6 separate regions of the Mus musculus genome follow, and all the other regions are linked to region 1. The links are chromatin contacts, called in public promoter capture Hi-C maps. All regions are on one chromosome and are shown on one strand. Each heading gives the region's core, a stretch centred on a gene start, on an enhancer-like site or on the middle of the called end of the contact. The rest is flanking DNA. Distances are from core to core; before and after follow the strand shown. Region 1 holds the start of Ccnl1 (cyclin L1). Region 2 holds the start of Rap2b (RAP2B, member of RAS oncogene family). Region 3 holds the start of Nmd3 (NMD3 ribosome export adaptor). Region 4 holds the start of Arhgef26 (Rho guanine nucleotide exchange factor (GEF) 26). Region 5 holds the start of Dhx36 (DEAH (Asp-Glu-Ala-His) box polypeptide 36). Region 6 holds the start of Kpna4 (karyopherin (importin) alpha 4).

Region 1 (3,446 bases), core at 510-3,009:
TTAACTTGAACTACAGGGCTTACATGTCCAGCCTTCAGTTTTCCAGAGAGGGGAGGGGAAACACAACTTACAGAATACACTCCCACTTGAGCCAACCGTACTCCCTTTCTTGTTTAATCTTAAGCCAAGGGACTGGCTTCACAGCACTCTAGAATTGTCCACAATGCAACTGTCTCTACAAACTTCAGATAGCTGGTTAATGGAGGGGATTTTAAAAGTTTCAATGTTCCTACGTGAATTTCAGCACCTAATGTCCGCTTTCTTTTGCATCCACACTGACTTGAGGGAGGGGAGAAGATGTTTTGACTGGATGATTGGTGCACAGTACAGCAAGAGATACTATGTTCAACAGGCCAATCTTACCTTTTTCCTCTTAACTGGCGGAGGTGGTGGAATACATTAATCACATCTCTTATTCTTCTTGGCGCTTCTTCGATTTTTGACGCAAGATTAATACAGGCCATAGCAACAATCTGAAAGAACCCAGGTAAAAATCCAAGTGAAGTTAAACTAGAAACAGTTTAACAAAGTCTAACAACCCTTATTTTGTTTTGTTTTTAGATAGGGCTTCTCTGTGTAGTCCTGGCTTCCAGGAACTCCATCTGTATGTACATCTGCCTGCCCAAGGATGTGGGTCACCAAGGACCGGCAAAGAACCCTCTTTAGGATACAACGGGCTTTTTAGCGAAATAAAATCGAAGCTGACATTTTTAGACCAGCTCTTACGTTTTATTGCTCAACTGCTCTTAATTTTGGGTCAGAATCAAGCTACCTCTTGCTAGAATTGTGCAATGGCTTGAAAACGTAGTTCTTGGTTAACAGAGCACGTGAACTGGGGATCCATTTTCTAGTTCTTGAAACATTGCTCTACGGGCCCCATTTCCTTCTGGGTGGGAACGAGGTACAAAGGCCTAAGCTAACCACTCCCTTTCTGGAAAAGCTGGTTCCTACCCCCTTCCTCCCCGCTTCCGGATGAAGAAATCCCTTCTTGTCCGCCTCCGCCGCGCTTACCTCGAAACTGTGTTTGACGAACGACTTGGAGTAGAAGAACCGATGGAACAGCACCTGCCCTGTAGCCATCGCCACCTGCAGACGAGAGAGGAGAACGGAAGCGCCGGGGTCAGGCGGGCCCGCACCAGGCGCCGCCGCCATTTTGTGCGGCCGCTCGCTTCCCTTCCCCCGCCCGGGCCGCGCGGCGCCGCCCGCCCCCGCATCCCCACCCTCGCCCGCCCGAGCTCCCGCCGCCGCCGCCGCCCGGCGCAGGCTCCGGAGAAACCTGGCCGCGGCGGAGAGGCCCGCAACCAGCCGGGGTTCTCACCTGCGGCAGCCGGAGGAGGATGCCGGCGGCCTGGATGAGCTCGCAGCCCAAGATGCGCAGATCCGTCTCGCTGGGCAGGTCCAGGCCGTCCTGCATGGACGGGGTAGGCGAGAGCCGCTCCTCCGGGATCAGCGAGTGGTCGATGGTGAGCGACACCTCCGAATACAGGCGGTCGCCGATCAGGATCCCTCCGGTCGTGGTCGTCGTCGTGGTGGTCGTGCCGGAGCTGGAGCCGCCCGCGCTCGGGGCGGCGGACGAGGCGGAGGCGGCAGCGGCGGCGGCGGCGGCAGCGGTCGAGGTCGGGTGAGGCCCGGACGCCATAGTTCCAGCGAGCTCCACGCACGCCCGACGCAGCCGGAACCCAAAGCGAGACTAACCAGCGTCCTCGGCGCGACGGATCTTCCCGTGACCGCCGGCTTCCAGGCCGCCGCACGCAGCGTGCGCTTCCGCCCTGACGTCACCACGCCGACACGCCCTACCCCACCCCACTCCACTCCCCGCGCGCGCCAACGAGTTCCTCCGCGCTTCGGTCGGTGACACCGGGCGGAGGGGTCCGGATGGGCAGGGCGGGGCAGGGTGCTGGCGGCTCAGGGGTGGTAATGGCTTTAGTCACCGGATAACCCGGACTCTGGCCTGGTGAGTCGGCCCCGATACCCCTGCACGGTCTGCGCGTTGGTGACAGTCCGGCGGTCGGCGACACCGGAGTGTAACAAAGTGACTCTGAACCGGGCAGCTTCCCAGTTTGAGCGCCTGGGGTTTCCGGAAAGCTCCGAGCGCGCGTGGGTGTCGGGGTGTAGCCTAGAAAGGCATGCCTAGCCCTGACCTCACTTCGCCGGGTTTACAGTAATCTGGAAAATCCCTAGTTCCAAAAATAGGTTTATGGCGAGGACAGTACACGGGCGATTTCATTGCGCTGGGGAGTCTCGTCTTAAAGAGATGGTTTTTGTCAGAGTGGAGAGAAAGTAACTATCCCTGTGTCAATGAAGAGAAAAACACAGCTCTCATCTTACATGGAGTTTGGAATAACCTAAATCTGTGTTCCGGGACCATGGTCAATCAAAATGGCTCCAGGATAACCCATCATTTATTCCCTTTAAGATGAGAGCTGTGGTTTTTTTGTTTTTTTCGAGACAGTTTCTCTGTATAGTTCTGGCTGTCCTGAAACTCACTTTGTAGACCAGGCTGGCCCTGAACTCAGAAATCCGCCTGTCTTTGTCTCCCGAGTGCTGGGATTAAAGGCGTGCGCCACCACCGCCTGGCTGAGAGCTGTGGTCTTTTTCCATCCATACTAAAAGTCCCAAAAGCTGAGGTCGACCGTGAAACAATTGATCCTTCTGCCTCTGGCCTCCCATGATCTTTTTATTCCAGCTTAATCCTCTGAGATGGCCTTTAGGGAGAAAGAAAAATCTCCTGACTCAGTACAAAGGGTTGGAATTGTTATTTTGTTAAAGCTTACTTTCTTGAAAAGTGTCTTAACCTTGGACCTATAGAGCGCACTGAAAATTTGGATACATCTTAGTCACCAAAGCAAGGTATTTTCACAGCTCATTTTTACAAAGTGTGTTGGGACGGGCACTCTGGAGACAAAGACAGGTGGATCTCTGATTAGAGGGTCAGACTGATTCCAAGCCAGTAAGAGCTATATAATATCTTCAAAATGAAACAAAACCTCTTCCAAACAAAAGCTATATAGAGCAGGAAGTGGTGGCACAAGCCTTTAATCCCAGTACTCAACTAAAGCCTCAAAAACAAAAATTTTATGATTGTGATAGCTTTTTGTCACTGACAGATTACCTAGAAAGTCCACAATGAGGTTTAATTTTGGTTTATGGTCTCTGAGGTTTCAGGCTACAGCCATGTGGCCCTATACCTGTAGGACTGTGTAGGCAGAACTTTATGGTGTGAGACCTTGGTAAAAACAAATCCCTTGCCACCAACAAAGAGAAAGGGGAATATATCCAGGGATCTCCCTCCTCAAGTAGGTTGCCAACTCCTAATTGCTTGTCCAGCTGTGACCTCATCGTCGGATTAACCCATTTATGAGGTATTTGCCTTTGTGATTAAATCACCTCTCAGTGCTACTAACTAAGGACAAGCTCTTCACAGGGTCTGTATGTGGCAGGCATTT
Region 2 (3,446 bases), core at 365-2,864, 4.6 Mb before region 1:
CCTCCACTAAAAGGCAGAGCCAAGGCAGAGAGAAAGCACTTCACCTTAGTAAGGCACAGGATTATACTGAGGTTCTGCCTGGCTCTGCTGGCAGGTACTTGCGGCTGTGGACACTCGGGGCCGCAGCCAAGAATCTGGAGCAGGTTCACTCCCAAATGGAGCCCTAAGTACCGCTGTGACTTGGAACCAAAAGCAACACTGCTCGGTTCTTCCTTCCGTGAGGACGTTTAAAGCAGAGGCTAGTGGCAGGGGGATAGCAAGCCTGGCTACTTAACCCTGGTTGACTCGACACAAAGCCGATCCCCACCCCTCTGTGCCCCCGGGCTCCCGCTGCCAGTGCAGTACACAGACAGGTCTCGACATCTCTCCTAGCAAGGATCTAGAGAGACTCGGGACAAGTCCAGGCGTCACCTCACATCGCCGTGCAACTGAGCGGAGCCAAGTCTTGAGACTGCCCTCCCCACCAAACAGAGCTTTGGGAAGAGGCAAGCCCGGGCAGCCCCACCTCCCCTGATGCCACGAACTTGCGGTGGCTCATTGCTCATCCCAGCCTTCTTCCTGCTAAGATCAAGTTAGGAACTTCAGGGTTTCTTAAAGACGGGGAGCAGCAATGAGCTCTAGTTGCTCTCTTTAAGGGACGGTCGTGACTGGGCTTAAAGAAGTCAGACTCCCTCCTGAACACCAACAAAGGACTATATTTAGTTTGGAGCACTCCACCTAAATTCCTTCTTTTCCCCTCTCAGCTTCAGATGCACAGGCCCGGGCAGTGGGTGGAAGGGGGCGGGGAGCAGTGGAGAAGGAACAGCTGGGCCTCCGCCTCTCCACTCAATCTCTATAAATAACCAATCCTGAGCGGAGGCGACTTTGCAGCCAATGAAGCTGTCTAAAGCGACAAAACCTCAGCAACAGCCAATGGAAAAACATTTGGGGGTGTGAGACTCACATCCTGGGGCCAATGAGTTGGGAGTCTGGGAGAGGTAATTTGAGCTGGCGTGTGGGTGTGCGGTGCGAAACCTTCCTACTTGCAAGCCCCAAACCTGCTCCTCCGACTGAGCATGCCCTGACTCGGTGCGGGAGCCACGGGGCTCGATCCACAAGCCATATTTTGGCTCTAACCAAAGGGGTGTTGGGGAGGGGGGAGACGTAGGATGACCCCGCAACTCTTGCCCTGAAGGCTGCAGCTCTCCACAGATTCCCAGCCCTAACTCCTTGTCCGGACAGGGACTCAGGTCGAGTTCTTCGTGGGAAACTGAGGAACACCGGGCCAAGTGGGAGCACGAACCTCTGCTACCTTCCGGGGCCTGAAAAATGCCCTGCAAGTGTACGATCCTGAGAGGCGCGCAGCAGCCTGAGTTCGGGGACAAGTGTCTATCCTTTAACAGCGCAAGCCGACGAAGAGGTCGCAGCCAGCTGCTGCCTGCTGTCCCCATAGGAGGCCGGCAGCCGCACAGCCCCGACCGAGGTGACTTCGGTTTGGCGAGCTTTCCACTTACAAGCACACACAAGCAAGACTGCCCAGTTCCAAGATTCGCGCCGCCCCGCCCTGCCCCGCCCAGCCCCTGTTTGCCACACCCTCTGTCACGCCCCCTCCCGATGCGGCGGAAAAGCTGGAGCGGAGTTCGGGCGGGGCACCGCGGGCGACGTACTGGGCATGCTCGGCTGGGCGGGGAGGGCTGGGCTGCGCGCGGCGAGTAGGAAGCCCTCGCCCAGCGGAGGCTGCGGGAGACAGAGGAGAGAGAGTGATGGGTCGCGGAGCTGGACGCACGTTCCGCGGGGACTCATGCCACGCGTGTCTCAGCCGGACGCCCAATTAGCAGCCGCCTCTGCAACCAGCCGCCACCTCCTCCCGGCCCTCCCAGGCTGCCGGGGCGAAGAGCTCCAGCCGTTGTCTTGCTCCGGCTGCGCGCATTGTCCTCAGGGTCCTCCGACAGGGCTGCTGCGGGGCCCGGGACCCGCGCCCTAGGGACGCGCCCCCGCTGCCGGTCGGCCTGGCGCGGGGCTCTGCTAGTCTGTTGGCGAGCCCGTGCTACCGGGCTAGTCTCGCCGGGGTTTTTCCTGCGAAGTTGAGGAAGGGGAGAAGTCCACCCGTCCGCCCAGCCCAGCCTTCCCCGGCGCGCAGCCCCGACGGGGCCGCGGCAGGCGCGACGAGGGCGCCGACGGAGCCATGAGAGAGTACAAAGTGGTGGTACTGGGCTCGGGCGGCGTGGGCAAGTCCGCGCTCACCGTGCAGTTCGTAACAGGTTCCTTCATCGAGAAGTACGACCCGACCATCGAGGACTTTTACCGCAAGGAGATCGAGGTGGACTCGTCGCCGTCGGTGCTGGAGATCTTGGACACCGCGGGCACGGAGCAGTTCGCCTCAATGCGGGACCTGTACATCAAGAATGGCCAGGGCTTCATTCTCGTCTACAGCCTGGTCAACCAGCAGAGCTTCCAGGACATCAAGCCCATGCGGGACCAGATCATCCGCGTGAAGCGGTACGAGCGCGTACCCATGATCCTGGTAGGCAACAAGGTGGACTTGGAGGGTGAACGTGAGGTCTCCTATGGCGAGGGTAAGGCCCTGGCCGAGGAGTGGAGCTGCCCCTTCATGGAGACATCGGCCAAAAACAAAGCCTCAGTGGATGAGCTATTCGCAGAGATCGTGAGGCAGATGAACTACGCGGCACAGCCCAACGGCGACGAGGGCTGCTGCTCGGCCTGCGTGATCCTGTGAGGCGCCGTCTGCCGCCGGGCGCTGGCCACGCTCTGTGCACAAAGCCAAACGCACCCGATTCTCTTAATGTGATTGTCTTCTTGCTTTGAGATTGGAGACGACTTTGTTGTCTTGGCTGGGATGTCCGAGGAACCTGGCTGACTTGTGTAGCCAGCATCCCCAGCCTTCAGCCAGGGTCTGAGAGGGTGTACGTTGCAGAGCATCTGAGACCCCGGTGGAAAAATGGCTCTATACAGCGTGTACGTTCCTCGTTGATTTTGGTTCATGCATATTTCCCCGTTTAAATAGCCATTAAGGCTCTGTATTGGCTGCTTGACACCGGCAAGCAAAAGTTTCAAACCTGAAAAAAAAAAAATGGGGGTGGCGAAGCAGAGGAAGTGAAGGGGAAGGAGGCAGTGGGGGAGGGTTCCCCTGAGCAACTGTTCATAGTTCCAAGTTTTAACACAAGGAAAGAGGTCCAAGAAAATCATATGAAGGAGCCAGAAGAGGGGACGAAACTTTTTTTCCTTGTTTTCCAGGATTATTTAGAAATTAAGACCAGGGGTTCCTTTTCTGCCAGCTTGGAAGGGCAACCCAGGGACTGATTACGATTCTGAGGATGTCTATGCAAAGTTGGGTTCTTGTTACAGTGTATCCAATCTGAAGTATTGCACATGTGAACTGGGACTGTTTAACACTGATGCCAATACAGTGTGGGGTGCCAGGAAGTGTCTGCTGATATTTGTGGGGA
Region 3 (3,446 bases), core at 470-2,969, 3.8 Mb after region 1:
TTCAAATATGAACTTCATGCCCAATCCAAAAAGGAAATCCTCCCACTTCTATTTGATAAGATGAATTCAAATTTAAACCCTCTTCATTGGGGAACAAAGACCCTCTACTGTCATAGGGTCCTGGAGTCCAATTAGAGTCATTAGCCTAAATTGGAATAGTGTGATCCTCTAGATATGCCACTTGGCTAAAGGCAGGCTTAGTAAGAAAAATTCTTTGCCTCATTTACCTGAATAGTGCCGACGGTTAATATGAGTGCAGGAGCCCACAGAAGATAGAGGCATCCCCCTGGAGTTGAAGTTATAAGCCATTCAAAGATGATAATACGGATGCTGGGTACTGAACTCTAGTGTTTTGCAAGAATAATAGTATGGACTACTGAGCCATCTCTTCAGACCACTTTCCCCTCTTTATGCAGGTGCTGGGTATCCAACTCAGATCCTCGAGCCTGCATGGCAAGCACCTTACTGACTCAGCCATCTCCCCAGCCTCCAACGCTAAGGCTTCTATTGGAGTTCTTAGGACTCTCATGTATAGAATCATAGCATCTGCAAATAAGAATATTTTGGTTTCTCCCTTTCTTATTTGTATTCCCTTTATTATTTCCCTTGTCTTACAGCCCTAGCTAAAAACTTCCAACACTCTATTAAAAGTGGAGAACATAAACACCCTTGTCTGTTTTAGTAGAAATTAGGCATATCTTTAAAAAACAAGTAACTAAAGTTTATACTGTAGTTACATTTCCATGTTCATTATAAATGTCTTATAAAACACAGATGATTGTGTGGAGCTGGAAAGGTGGTGGCTCAGCAGTTAAGAACATCTGCTACTCTCTCCCAGGACCAGAAGAGCTTGGTTCTCAGCCTCTGTGTTGGGCAGTTTCAAACCACCTGTAACTCCAGCTCCGGGGCGTCTGACACCTCTTCGGACCTTAGAAATGCTAGGGTCTTCCTTTTGACATCAGTTTCGGTTACAGTTGCGGATTTACCTGTTTTCATCTATTTTGTGGATCCACTTCTGAGAAAAATATGTTTCAGATGATTTCTTTAAGAATAATACTTTTCTTTAATGAAAAACATTTTATATTTTCTGCTTACTATTAAAAGTACAGTGTTTGCAATATAATAGAGAGTTTTCAGTTTTTCTTTCTTTTCTTTTTCTTTTTGCATCAACTGTTTAGTAAACAGCGATTCGATACTCTTAAGTTGTCCATGGTGATATTTACAGTGGCCATGTTTCTTTAGAAAGATCCATGTATTTTATGTATTTGAGTGTTTGGCCCGCATGAATATATATGCACCAAGTTTGTGGTTGGTGGCCTCAGAGTTAAGAGGGCGGCAGATCCTCTCCAAATGGAACTCTAGACGTCAGTGAGCCCACCCTGTGAGTGCTGGGAATTGAACCCAGGTCCTTTGTAAGAACAACTGCTTTTAACTGCTGAGCCCTCTCCCCAGGAGCTGAGAAGTGCATTTTAAAGATACGGGGGCGGGTGGAACGGTGAGCCTATCACAGACACCAAACTGTTGTAATCACTGTCCCGAGCCTGCTCAGCTCGCCCGGTCTCCCGTATCCCCACCCACTCACTCCATAGGCCCCGCCCCTTGCTACACGTGTATTCTTTGACCCCGCCCACCCGTCCCCTTCTCCCGCACCCTTCAGCACGCGGGATTTCCGGTTCTCCTATCGCGAGATCTTCGTAGGTGTGTAGCGCGGCTGAGGTAGCCGGTAGTGCGTCCTGGCCGGCGGGTTGCCCGCTGTGGGTGTATTTCGCCCTGTCACGGAGCTGCTGGTAGGTTCTGGGTGGGAGACCCGGCTCCTGCGCCAACAGCGGCCAGACGAGGGAGCGAGCCGGGCCCTGTACCCGGGCTGCGAGCGGCCCGCACGGGCGCCGGGGCGTGGGTGTGGGGCCGAGGCCGGCCGCATGCGGAGCCGCGGCGCGGAGGAGGGCGGAAGGGCCGTGCTGGGCGGCGGCTCGCGACCCCCGGGCTTGTGTGCCGCACGCATGGCTGTCCCCGAACTCAGGAGACTCGACCTGATGGATCCAAGTCTCACCGGTCCTTCCCTCCCCTTGATAGGTCGCGCGCGAACCATGGAGTACATGGCAGAGTCCATTGAGCACAGCCCGGGACACATGTGAGTTGCGAGCCCGCCCTGATCGATCCCTTGGCGTCTGCAGATCGTAAAATACCGAGAAAACGGTTAACGCTAGCAGGAGAGGTCCTTTTCTCGGTGGGAGAAAACGGTTGGGTCTTGATCGCATAGGAAGTCTACCCCATTTTAAGTCCGGTGTAGAAAAAAATGAGTGCTTTGAGAAGACGTCCTCCTAGAGGGGCACGAGTGGACGTGTACGGTTGTCACCCGGCTCCTCTGTCGTGCTAGCCACATGGTATGCGGTGCTCACGTGCAGCTAGTGGCCACCACTGGAAGATTATCTTAGTTTTCTTTGGGCAGCCGTGGGCCACGGTGGCGGAGGTTCACAGACTTTTTCTGCTGTTTCGTTGAAATCTTACTTTCGATGGAGCCAGTCCTGTTAGATTGGCCCTGGAATTCACTCTGTAGCCACGGCTGACCTTGAGAGCCTTGTCCCTTCAGCCTTAGCCTCCCAAGTGCTGCGATTATGTCAGGCCTGCTTCACAAAATTTTTCTGCCTCCAGTACACTATAGAGTTATACTCCTGTAGCTTAGAGCATCGGTAGGCATAGGTGCTCTTCTTGTCCTGTATTTTTGTCTATTTCTCCTTTTAAAAATTACTTTGTAACATAAAATACAGGGTTTCATTATATTTTCATGTATATAGGAGGGTCCGCATATTTAACATTGTACAGCGTTCATATTTACCCTACCATTGATCTTCCTTAACCCTCCTACCCCCTCACAGGTCCCTTTCCTTTCCTTAATAATCTCCTTTCTGTTTTCATGGAATACGTACATTTTCCTTTACTGTTCATTGTGGGTCCCTGTAAAGGGGGCCTGTTCGCATCTACGCATTGTAGATGCTCAGAACAAAGGGGGCACCCACTAGCCGAGTCAGATGCAAGAGAAACGAGAAACGGATCTTACATATATTGTTTGTTTCTCTTTGTTGTTTATTTTTGCTTTTGAGACAGTCTTACCATGTTAAGTCCTGCTTACCAGGAACTCATAGAGAGATCTGTCTGCCTCTGCCTCTGCCTCGCAAGTGCTGGGTAAAGGTCTGCACCATCACACTTGGCTGTCTTTTGTTTATATTGTTGAATTTATGTGCACATTAGTGTTTGCTATTGTTGTTAGACTATTTGCATTGCTAATTTCTTTTTTTCTTAGTTTTCCAATTTTAAAGAAGAGATGAGGGACTAGGACATTTCTATCATTGCATGAAGTTCATTAGCATGACAAAGTCGCACAGTGCCCTCTTTAAGCATTTTCAGAATTATGGCCCTTTGATTTTTGCCGATGTTTCAGGATTCTT
Region 4 (3,446 bases), core at 466-2,965, 3.6 Mb before region 1:
TGGCATTGCCCACAATGGGCTGGGCCTTCCCCCATCAATCATGAAGAAAATGCCTTTCTGCTGGACCTTACAGAGGCCTTTTCTCAATTAAGGTTCTCTCCATTCAGATAACTCTAGGTTGTATATTAAAGATGATATAAGACTAGCCAGCACAGCAACCAACTGACTACGCCTTAGATTTGAAAATATATAATAGATTAAATGGAGGCTAAAATACACAGTCTGTGTGCTTGCCAATTTTCCTTAGTTTGTTGTTTCGATGCTGTTTGGGGAGTAGGCTGTTGCTCAGGACGGAGGTGAGCAGACTGTGACTTCTTCATCACAAGTCACCACAGCTCAAGAACCCATGTGACCTACAGGGACATTAACTTCTCAGGCCATTCTCGAAGTCTTTAAACTTTGATCACAGACTGCACTCTGATCCACGTTAAACCTGCCACTTATAAATCTCCACAACTTTCTGAAGTTAAATTTATTATATAAAACTAATATTATTGATATGAAAATCCCCTACAGCAAGGCTCCATAGATGAACATAGAATCCACTTATTTCCGTATGAAATTGTTAGTAAATCTTCTCAAAAATGATTTCGATATACATTTTGATTCCATTTGTTCGAGTTCAAAAAAGTTTCTGAGATCAAAGACCTTCACTGTGTCACTTTGGTAATTATAGAAAAACATAAAGAACCACCCTTCCTTTTGCCACCCAAAGCAGAAAGAAGCATGGCTTTAAACAGTGGGCACTCACATGAACTTTGAACACTTGGAGCCTGCCCTGTGTCTTGCTAACAACCAATTCTACAGATCTCATCAACCAAAATCATGTCTTCTCAGGTCGTACATACCTGGAATTTCACCAAGACATAGCCAACTTGGCAACCAACATCTAAAAGATATCACTGGCCCAGTTCATTTCTCTTATTCATCTACTTCCAAACTCCACAGATATTTATCACTTACTGTGTGCATGAGTCACAAATATAACCCCTGCCCTCTTCAAAACTACAATGCAAAGGCAGAATAGATTAAGCACTAATACACAGACATATAACTAAGCATTCAGATTTACAAATTTCGGTTAATGTGAAAAAGAAAGAGATCAGGTGGTTGGGGAAATCGGGGGTAATTCCAATGAAGTGACAAACCAGAAGGCCAAGAAATAAACTTGAAGGCTCTAAGACTGTGGACTTGGCTTGACTAGATAAAGCTAGTGAAAAAAGACTAGATTGAAGGGGTAGGCCCAGCCTCTTAATCTCTAATAAGGATTTGGAATTTACTTCTTGTTCGATATTTTATTCTACATACAGATTTTCAATTTATATTGTACACAACTACACACTAATAAATATTTTGTATTTTGTTTACTTTTACTGTGTGACTTTCAAACATACAGGGCACAAAGATTAGGACATTAGGACATGTAGAGTCATAGTCCACCTGGCCTCTCAGTCTCCTCTGAGTGCATACAAGCAAATCTGTCTGTAGTCCACACATTATTGCAAGCAGATGAGTGAGAGCCCGGAGTGAGGTTCAGTTTGACGCCCACAAGTGGCCCAGTGAAGTGTCGCAGCAGCACCAAGCTCCGAAGTGTTTCACCCTTCCAACCTTCCCCTCCAGGTCTAGGGATGATCAAGAAGCCCTTTCTCTGCTCTCACGACCATTCCCACGCAGTGTTCAGATCTGCGACCGCGCCCTCCAGCTGGCCCGTAGGGCGGCCGCCCGCGCTCCTGCATTCTTGCACTCAGGGTCTGGACAGGCAGCTCAGGTGTGCGCGTCCCGTTTACAATCACTGAGCGCACTCCGGGAAGGCAGGGGCGGGAACTCCTGGGCGCCTCGGTGCGAGCTTCCCCGGCGTGCTGGGGCGGGGCGTAGCGCGGGGGCGGGGCCGGCGCCGCGGGCCTCTGCTGTCCCAGGCTGAGCGGTTGTCTCCGCGCTTTAGTAAGGACCCAGGCCACCCTCGGGGACAGGGAGTACTCCTTGGTCTGTGCCCCGGAAGGGTGAGCGCGCTGGAGACCGCATACCGGGGACCGGGTGGACTGGCGCGGGGCGGGCGGCTAGATGGAGACGCGGGGGAGCGTCCCACGGCGAGCTGTCCCAGCCAGCTGAACTCTTTCCAAGGGTCCTGCGGTGGCGGCGAGCTCTCTAGGTGCCGGCGGGCTTGGGGGGCGGGAAGGACGCAGAGGAGACGGGATTCATCTGATCAACTGCGGCTCGGATCTCAGTCCTCGGTCGGGAAGCTTGGCGGGAGACGCTGTGCCCGAGAAAGGGCGGGTAAGTGCGGCGCTGCCGAGTCCCGCGCGACACCCGTGTGACCGCCGGGCTGGAACCCGGTTAGGCTCCCAGACAAGACTAGTTGTCCGGAGGCAAAGTTCCTTTCTCTTAGGCAACCTGAGCAGCTTTCCTCCTCTCGGGGCTGGCTCAAAGGCCCCGCTATGGACGGCGAAAGCGAGGTGGATTTTTCCAGCAACGGCGTCACCCCTTTGTGGCGGAGACGGTCCACCCCTCCGCTCCAGTTGCTCAGCCGGAGCAAGCCGCGGCCACAGTCGTACCAGAGCCCCAGCGGGCTGCTGATCACCGACTTCCCTGTGGAGGAGCTGGCTGCCCTTCCCACGCCGCAGACTCCGGTCCGCGTACCCGCCGACCCGGACGACAGGACGGTGTCCAGGAGCCCCCAGCTTCTGAGCGCGCATCGGAGGCCGGTGACCAATGGTCGCACGGTGTCCCCGGACTACAGAGCTGCTTCTCCTCGACTCCGACGGCCCAAGTCACCCCTGGTTTCTTACGCGGCGTCGGGCGGCTCCCCGAAGTCCACTTCTAATGGCACCGTGGCCTCGCCCGCGGCGCTGTTGTCGCGCGCCTCCCGGACTCCGGACACCCCGGCCTCTTGCGCCACCGATGAGGACTGCACCGGGGTGACTGCCAGTAAGGTATCTTCGCCCATTGCCAATGGCCTTGCCCATAAAACCGACTCATCTGGCCCAGTATCACAAACTGGTCAGCCAGCTGGGGACTTGGAGCTGGCCCCCTCGAGACTCTCTCCTGCTCTCCCACACAAGTCTTCAGAACAAAAACTGCCACTCCAAAGGCTGCCCTCCCAAGGGAATGAGCTCCCAAACCCTTCCGTGGTTTTGAGTACCAACAGCCCGGCGGCCCTCAAGATGGGAAAGCAGCAGATTATCCCAAAAAGCCTTGCCTCTGAAATTAAACTGAGTAAATCCAATAGTCAGAACGTGGAGTCCCATAGGAGGCTTCTCAAGGTGCGCAGCATGGTGGAGGGACTGGGAGCACCCTTGGGCCACGAAGGGGAGGAAGGCGAAGTCGACAACGACATGGACAGTCCCGGCTCCCTTCGGCGAGGCTTGAGGTCCACGTCTTACAGAAGGGCAGTGGTCAGCGGCTTTGATTTTGACAGTCCCACCAGCTCAAAGAAGAAGAACAGAATG
Region 5 (3,446 bases), core at 329-2,828, 3.5 Mb before region 1:
GGCTTCAATAAACAAGTTGGGAAGTAAAGAATAAAATGATCTAAAGACCACTTAAGGAATCACGTTTTAAGAGACCACAATGGGACTGGGGTGGGCGGCTATAATTCAAATAACAAGTTAAGAGGTCTGACCCATACTTGCTGCAGAGATAAGCAAGAAAGCAGAGCAAACAGATTTCCCAAAATGAAAAGAGAAAAATCAATGCTCACTTCCACATGGCAGGTGAATAAACAACACTGGCATTTGCTAAAGTGGAAGTTTGGGGATGGGACTGGGATCAAGGGGTCAACTAATAAAAAAAGCCTAGCCCTGAGGTGTGCACATATGAAATCCCAGCACTGGGAATGAAAAGAGGACTAGGAGTACAAGGTCAGCCTGCACTATGTAGCATCAATATCCAGGGCACAAGTTACGTGTGTCCTGTGTATATCTGGAAAGATCCGCTTATTGAACTTATTTGTTTAGGTATTTCTTTCCCCCTATTAGAATGCAAAGGTCTTTAGCATTCAAAAAAGCATGTATGAAACAGTGTCCAAACACTTAAAGATTCTGCGCAATGATGGAGTTACTTAGACCAGGTCACTCAAAAACCATTATGTTTGCTGGGTTGGTGGTGCACACCTCTAATCTCGGAGGTAGGTGGATCTCTGTGTGTTCAGGGCCAACCTGATTTACAGAGCAGGTTCAGAACAGCCAAGGCTACACAAACCCTGTCTCAGGTAAAACAAAACAAAACAAAACAAAACAAAACAAAACAGACAACAAAAACACGATGCTTCCTATACTACAGGTCTTCAAGATACAAACCAAACTGACAATTTCCTGATGAAATTAGCCAAATACTTCTCTACAGCGTCTTCCTTTCAATAAGTCTTAAAAGAGGCGCTGCTAGTCAACAGAAAATTCAGAACAGAAAGGGAGAAAAAAAAAAAAAAAAAGACCAGCATATGACTCACTTTAATGCTAATACTATTACCTAAACTACTTTTTTCTCCAAGATCTACACACTTAAGACAGTGTTTTAATGCTTTTGTTGGCTGCTTCGGGGAAAAAACTTAAAGGTGACAGCAAGCATTCTAAATGATTGCATCCCCTAATAAGAGTCGGCTTGGCTAGAGTCTGAATTTAGCATTCACCCTCAGTTCAGTTCTCAAGTCCGTAAACAGAGCATGCATCGGCTGCAGCAGTGATGGCTTGGGATGGAGGCGCAACCCATCGGGTGACCCGTTACCCGGGGCTCGACAGAGGTTGCATCGAGCTCGAGCAAACGCCAGGGAGAGCAAACGCGTCCTGACGAGACCTCCATACCTCCTGCCTCTCAGCCTCCTTGTTCTTCTGCGTCTGCTTCTTGGCGTACCACAGGCCGATCTCGCGACCCTTAAGGTGTGCGGGATGCCGGCCCCGGCCGCCGCGGCCCCCTCCGCCGCCGCCCGAGCCCCGGCTCCCTCCGCCGCCGCCGCCGCTGGAGCCCTGGCCGGAGCCCCGTGGGCCCCCATCGCGGCTCCAGCTCTGATGATAGTCGTAGCTCATTGTCGGAGCCGACTAGCAGCTCTGCCAAAACTCAACCGCTGAAAATGGCGTCCGGGCCCGGAAGCGGGCGCACATTCCCCTCTGCTTTGCTTCCGGCGCCCAGCGCGAGAGGGCGGGACGTTGAGTGTCACAAGCAGACATTTCCGGTGACGTCACGGACGGCGCCAGCGGTGTGAGCCGCGGTTCGTGTTCTGGCCAGAAACTTAGCTCCTGGGTGGGCGTCCTTCGGATGGCGGGGAATTTAAACTAGCCTGAGAAAATGTGGAAATTTGAGTGAATTTTAATTACTTTGTTAAACCTAGAACTTATTTGCAAAGCCATGCAAATACATACCCAACAAAACCATCGACCATTGTGTACTCTGTCCTCAAAGACCAAAGAAGTTCTTATTTCTTAGAAAACGCCTGGCACCTCTTTCAGTCAAATATACGCACCCAAATACCTTCTTTAAAGACTCTCTAATACTAGGCTTGGAGAGACGGCTCAGCCGTTAAGAGCACTGACTGCTCCTCCTAGAAGTCATGAGTTCAATTCCTAGCAACCACATGGTTGCTCACAACCATCCATAATCAAATCCCATACCCTCTTTTGGTGTGTCTGAAAACAGCTATAGTAAACTCATATACATAAAATAAATAAATCTTAAAAAAAAAAAAAAACTTTAATCCTGGAACTTGGGTGTCAGCTCAATTGATAAGAGTGCTTGCCTGGCATGGTTTTAATCCCAAACAGTATAAACGGTGTTGTGGTGCAGGTATGCAATCTCAGCAAACAGCAGATGGAAGATGATAAATCAGAATTTGACCCTTAGCTGTATAATGAGTTTGAGGCTGTCATAGGTTACTTGTATCTAATCTGGCAGTTCCTCAGAAAATTAGAAATAGTTCTACCTGAAGACCCAACTATACCACTCTTGTGAATATATGAGAAGATGTCCTACCATACCACAAGGACATGTGCTCCACTATGTTCATAACAGCCTTATATGTAATTGCCAGAAGCTGGAAACAACCAAAGAATGGATACAGAAAATGTGGTTCATTTACTCAGTGGAATACTATTCAGCTATTAAAAATGAGGACATCATGAATTTTGCATGCAAATGAATGGAACAAGAAAATATCCTGATCATCGAAGTAATCCAGACCCAAATGGACATGCATGGTACGTACTCAATGATAAGTGGATATTAACTAAAAAAGTACAGAATACCTAGGATACAATCCACAGTACTTAAAGTTTAACAAGCAGAAAGGCTCAAATGAGGATGCTTCAATCCCACTTAGAAGGGGGAAGAAAATAATCATGGGGGCAGAGGGATGGAGGTAGCCGAATGGAAGGGGGAGGGGAAAATGAAACAGGATAAAGTATTGGGTGGGTGAGCAGGAGAGAAGCCCAGAGGGCCAGGAGAATGAATGGAAATAAGCAGCCAAGGGGATGGGAGGGGCGCGGGGGTCTCTAGAAAGTACTAAAGTACTAGAGACCGGGGAGGTGAGAGACTCTCAGGACTCAATGTGGGTGACCTTAGCCAAAATGCCCAAAAGTGAGGAGAGGGAACTTAAAGAGACTACTACCTCCAGTAGATAGACAGGGTCTCAAGAAGAGGGACTGGGTTACTAACCCACAGTTAAATTTTCTGACCCAGATTTGTTCCTGCCTAAAGGAACTGCAGGGACAAAAATGGATAAGAGACAAAAGGAAAGTCAGTCCAATGACCGTCCCAACTTGGGCTCCAAGCAACAAGGCCTGACACTATTTCTGATCTATGATGTGCTTACAGACAGGAGCCTGGCATGATTATCTTCTGAGAGGCCTTACCAGCAGTGAACTGAGACAAACACAGATACTTACACCTAACATTGAACTGAAGTTGAGGACCCTTGTGGTTGAATTAGAAGAAGGACTGAAGAAGATGA
Region 6 (3,446 bases), core at 368-2,867, 3.2 Mb after region 1:
ATACACAAATCTAAAAAAAAATTTTTTTTTTTAAATTTCTTCCACTATAAAAAATGATCACAAAGATAAGCATCCTTAACTTTCAAACAATCTCTAAATAGCAACACACACCCTGGGACATACAGTTCTTCTAACGACTGCAATAAGCTAAAAGAGGATAAACTACATTAAAAGACTGACTGGCATTGGGAAAAGTCAACAAAAGTTGCCATCTCTATCCCGAAAATGCTCAAATTCAGGAACCGACCACAGCAGTCTGAAGAAGTTACCAGAACATAAAAGGGGATAAGAAGCTAAAAGCTTGACTTTTTTTTTAAATTCCCTATATTAAAAAAAAAAGTCACAATGGAAAGAAACTGTGTGCTTAATACATCGAACCTTGGAAGCAACTGTGTCTATGACAACGAAGCCTTCTTCCCCCCTTTAAAATAATACGTGATGGTGTCAGTCCATAGCCTACCGGATTCCTCACTGCCACCACCACCAGGAGGTGGAGAGAAAGGATACCGAGAAGACTAGGGGATGACAGCTTTGTATAACCCTTTGGACTTTTCTATGTAAGAATGCAAACTGGTGGTCTCTTCTCAGAGAGGAGTAAAAAGATCTGTGGACAAGCTCAAATAAGGCGGTGGAGGCAGGTGATCTTTTGACTGGAAAGGGACACATCGTGAGCCACATCTTTGAATCAGCTAGGACCAAACTGAAACCCAGGCCGCTGGAAGGCACTGCTTAGCATCACCAGGACCGCCTCTCGCGGCGGGGGTGGCTTTTTTTTCTTTCTTTCTTTCTTTCTTTCTTTCTTTTTCTCCAGCGGAGAAGTTGACTCCTGTAGTTTGGACATTGAAGTAAAACCAGAGTCGGGGCGATTAGGAAAACCTGCATGTGGAGGCGTCTCGGGCCCGGAGAAGTTCCGAGGTCGCCGCTCGCTCCCCCATCGCCCTCCACCCGCGACGCTTGGCGTCGGGGGCTCGAGCAGAGCCTGAGCTTCCGCCGCTGCGGGGCCTCCGCCGCGGCTGATATGCCCGCCGCCCTCACCCGTGTCTGGCCGGCTCGACAGGACAGGCCTAGGCCGCACCCGGCGGGCCCCGGCGCTGTCGCCGGCGGAGGCGGAGCAGGCCCGGCACAAACTTCCCGGCGCGGCGCCCGCGTCACGGCCGCTCGCCCGCCCGCCCAGCGCCATGCCGGCCGCCGCGCCCGCCCGACTCCGTACGCACCCCGCGTCCCGCCGGGGGCCGGAGGCCGCGGACCCCACTGTACCTCCAAGTCACGGCCTTTGTTCTTAAAATTCTTGAGCCGTTGGTTGTCCAATTTCTCGTTGTCCGCCATGGCCGGGCCGGCGACTCTCCCCACCCGCCCGGGCCCCGCGGGATCCGCCCCAACCACCGCGCCGCACAGACGCTCCCAGGAAGCCGGCCGCCGCCTGCGTCGCCCGCCCGTCCGCTCGCTTCCTCTCGCCCGCCGGGCCTCCGCTTCCTGGCTGGCCTCTCCTGCCCTGAGCTCGGGTACCACAGCAGCTCTGGCGAAGACGACTGCGGGGCCAGCGGCGGCGGCGGCAACGGCGGCGGAATGTGCTGCCGGCTGAGAGGGGGAGGCAGCCTCGATCTGAGGGCCCGGCTTTACGGCCACGCCCATCGCCGCCAACCCGGTCCGCCGATTGGCCGGCCGGGCTCCGGAGTGCTTAGCCAATCAAAAGGGACGATGGAGAGCGGGGGACGGAAGAGCGAAAGGAAAGGGGAAGGGAGAGTCTGGGGCAGGAAAGGGACGGGGCGCAGGAGCTTGGGAGGGGAGGGGTCACGCGCGGAGGGAGAAACCCGAGGCAGCCGAAGAGCAGCAGATCCGGGAGCGGGCGGGGATGGGCAGGGTGTAGTGGTCCTGGTTATGGTGGGATGATTCCCGGGGTGGCTTTAGATGTTGGGGTTCTGAACTTCGTTCTTTTCTCCCCCGGTGTTACTTGAGCGCTTCATTCACTTTGGAAGGCAAAGAGGTGTGTCTAAGCTACATGTGAAGTCCTAAACCCTGAGTCCTGTTCTGGGAACTGCGAACCAACCTAGGACCCGGCATCGTGGCTAGGACTGACTACGGTGATGTGCATTCTGAAAACTGAAGGGAAAGCTAGAGGGACCCGGTAGGAAAAGGAAGGTAGAAGGTTCGCAACAGGTAGAAACTTGAGAAAAATTGGTCCTTCCCTAATACCCCCATTTTGAGCAGTTTCTCTTGGGAAATTAAACTGCTTGATCACAAAGTATTAATTTATAGAGAATGACGACTATGAGCCATGACATAGCAAATGCAACATTGTGACTCTTGATAAAGGAAGTTAATCCCAAAGAAACCTCTTAACCAGGAACATTGTAACCAAAGGCGGATGTAAAACAGGTACAAAAGAGCCTCTCAAATTTTTCAGAATCGCTCCGGGCCGGTGACTCGGTTTGTAATCGTAGCTACTGGGCAAGAGGAGGAGCTGTTAAAGTAGCCCAAGAGCAAGGCCAGCCAGAGCAAGAGTCCAAAGCCACTTCGAGCAGTTTAGTGACACTTCCCCTCTTCTCTTGCGGGTTCATCTCAAGATAAATTAATAATAATAATAATAATAATAATAATAATAATAATAGAAATACAACTCATTGGAAGAAGCTAATTATGCTGGAGGCCCTAGGCTCAGAAAAGAGAGTGAGGACATGTTTTCAAAACTATATTTAAGCTGAGCATAGTGATCCACACGTTAAATCTAGCAAAGGCAGGTGGAGATGAGTTTGAGGCCAGCTGAGCTACATCATAATACCCTGTCTAAAAACAAACAAATGTGTGTGTTCATTTATCAATTATTAGTTCCCCAAATTGTGTGGTTTTTGTGAAGCAGTGGCAGTTCAGAGTCAGAAGGAAGAGGAAAGCTAAATGTGTCTGAACTTGGCAAAAAACTCTATTACAAAACCCTTTGGGAACATTTGGCTTCTGGTTCTTTCTGGTATATTTTGTTTGGGCAGAACCACATGCAGAAATGAATGTTTAGGATGCGAATATTTTATAAACCCCTTATATAAAGTCAAAGGAGGATGCTTTTGTAAGGTATAATACAAAGACAATGGGTTCAACAAGATAAAGGATTGAGTTCTTTTGGGAATGGGGGATAAAGAGAACTGCAGGATAGGAGCCTCTTGAAGATAACTTATAATGGAATGGTGGGAACAACCCTTTAGATACAAAGTAATGCCTTCCAAATAAGTCTTTGGTATTTTGTATACTTTCTGCTGGGCTTGGCGAACAAGCATTTTGGAAGTAATTCACACTGAGGGTTAACTTGAATGTAAGTTGAATTCAGAACTTAAAATTCAGATGAAGTTCATTATGTGTGTGTGGCATGTCGGCATATTCAGGTATACACATCTTTGTGCAAATGAGGACAAAACAAGATATCCTACATTGTTATTGCGCTCCACCTTATGGCCCGA

The links. Promoter capture Hi-C pulls out the DNA fragments that hold promoters and counts their contacts.
Region 2: a promoter capture Hi-C map of pre-B cells shows a contact between it and region 1. The contact joins the promoter of Rap2b here to the promoter of Ccnl1 in region 1.
Region 3: a contact with region 1 is called in a promoter capture Hi-C map of liver, with 3 times the contacts expected there. The contact joins the promoter of Nmd3 here to the promoter of Ccnl1 in region 1. A contact is called at or near these places in 3 of 39 promoter capture datasets (the HPC-7 cell line, liver and pre-B cells) and 2 of 484 Hi-C or Micro-C datasets (CD4 T cells and CD8 T cells).
Region 4: a promoter capture Hi-C map of liver shows a contact between it and region 1, with 8 times the contacts expected there. The contact joins the promoter of Arhgef26 here to the promoter of Ccnl1 in region 1. A contact is called at or near these places in 2 of 39 promoter capture datasets (both in liver).
Region 5: a contact with region 1 is called in a promoter capture Hi-C map of pre-B cells, with 3 times the contacts expected there. The contact joins the promoter of Dhx36 here to the promoter of Ccnl1 in region 1. A contact is called at or near these places in 1 of 39 promoter capture datasets (pre-B cells) and 3 of 484 Hi-C or Micro-C datasets (CD4 T cells, Th1 cells and pro-B cells).
Region 6: a contact with region 1 is called in a promoter capture Hi-C map of pre-B cells. The contact joins the promoter of Kpna4 here to the promoter of Ccnl1 in region 1. A contact is called at or near these places in 2 of 39 promoter capture datasets (liver and pre-B cells) and 1 of 484 Hi-C or Micro-C datasets (LSK cells).

The regions. Positions count from the first base shown.
Region 1 is chr3:65,956,490-65,959,935 of GRCm38.p6, forward strand. Ccnl1 (cyclin L1) reads right to left here and starts at 1,760. Exons shown (of 11, transcript NM_019937.4): 1 at 1,319-1,760; 2 at 1,012-1,086; 3 at 364-473. The coding sequence starts at 1,639.
Region 2 is chr3:61,362,893-61,366,338 of GRCm38.p6, forward strand. Rap2b (RAP2B, member of RAS oncogene family) reads left to right here and starts at 1,615. Exons shown (of 1, transcript NM_028712.4): 1 at 1,615-3,446. The coding sequence starts at 2,165. The coding sequence ends at 2,716.
Region 3 is chr3:69,720,336-69,723,781 of GRCm38.p6, forward strand. Nmd3 (NMD3 ribosome export adaptor) reads left to right here and starts at 1,720. Exons shown (of 16, transcript NM_133787.2): 1 at 1,720-1,787; 2 at 2,074-2,131. The coding sequence starts at 2,088.
Region 4 is chr3:62,337,062-62,340,507 of GRCm38.p6, forward strand. Arhgef26 (Rho guanine nucleotide exchange factor (GEF) 26) reads left to right here and starts at 1,716. Exons shown (of 14, transcript NM_001081295.1): 1 at 1,716-3,446. The coding sequence starts at 2,436.
Region 5 is chr3:62,505,410-62,508,855 of GRCm38.p6, forward strand. It overlaps Dhx36 (DEAH (Asp-Glu-Ala-His) box polypeptide 36), which reads right to left and starts at 1,579. Exons shown (of 25, transcript NM_028136.2): 1 at 1,309-1,579. The coding sequence starts at 1,530.
Region 6 is chr3:69,125,475-69,128,920 of GRCm38.p6, forward strand. Kpna4 (karyopherin (importin) alpha 4) reads right to left here and starts at 1,618. Exons shown (of 17, transcript NM_008467.4): 1 at 1,258-1,618. The coding sequence starts at 1,326.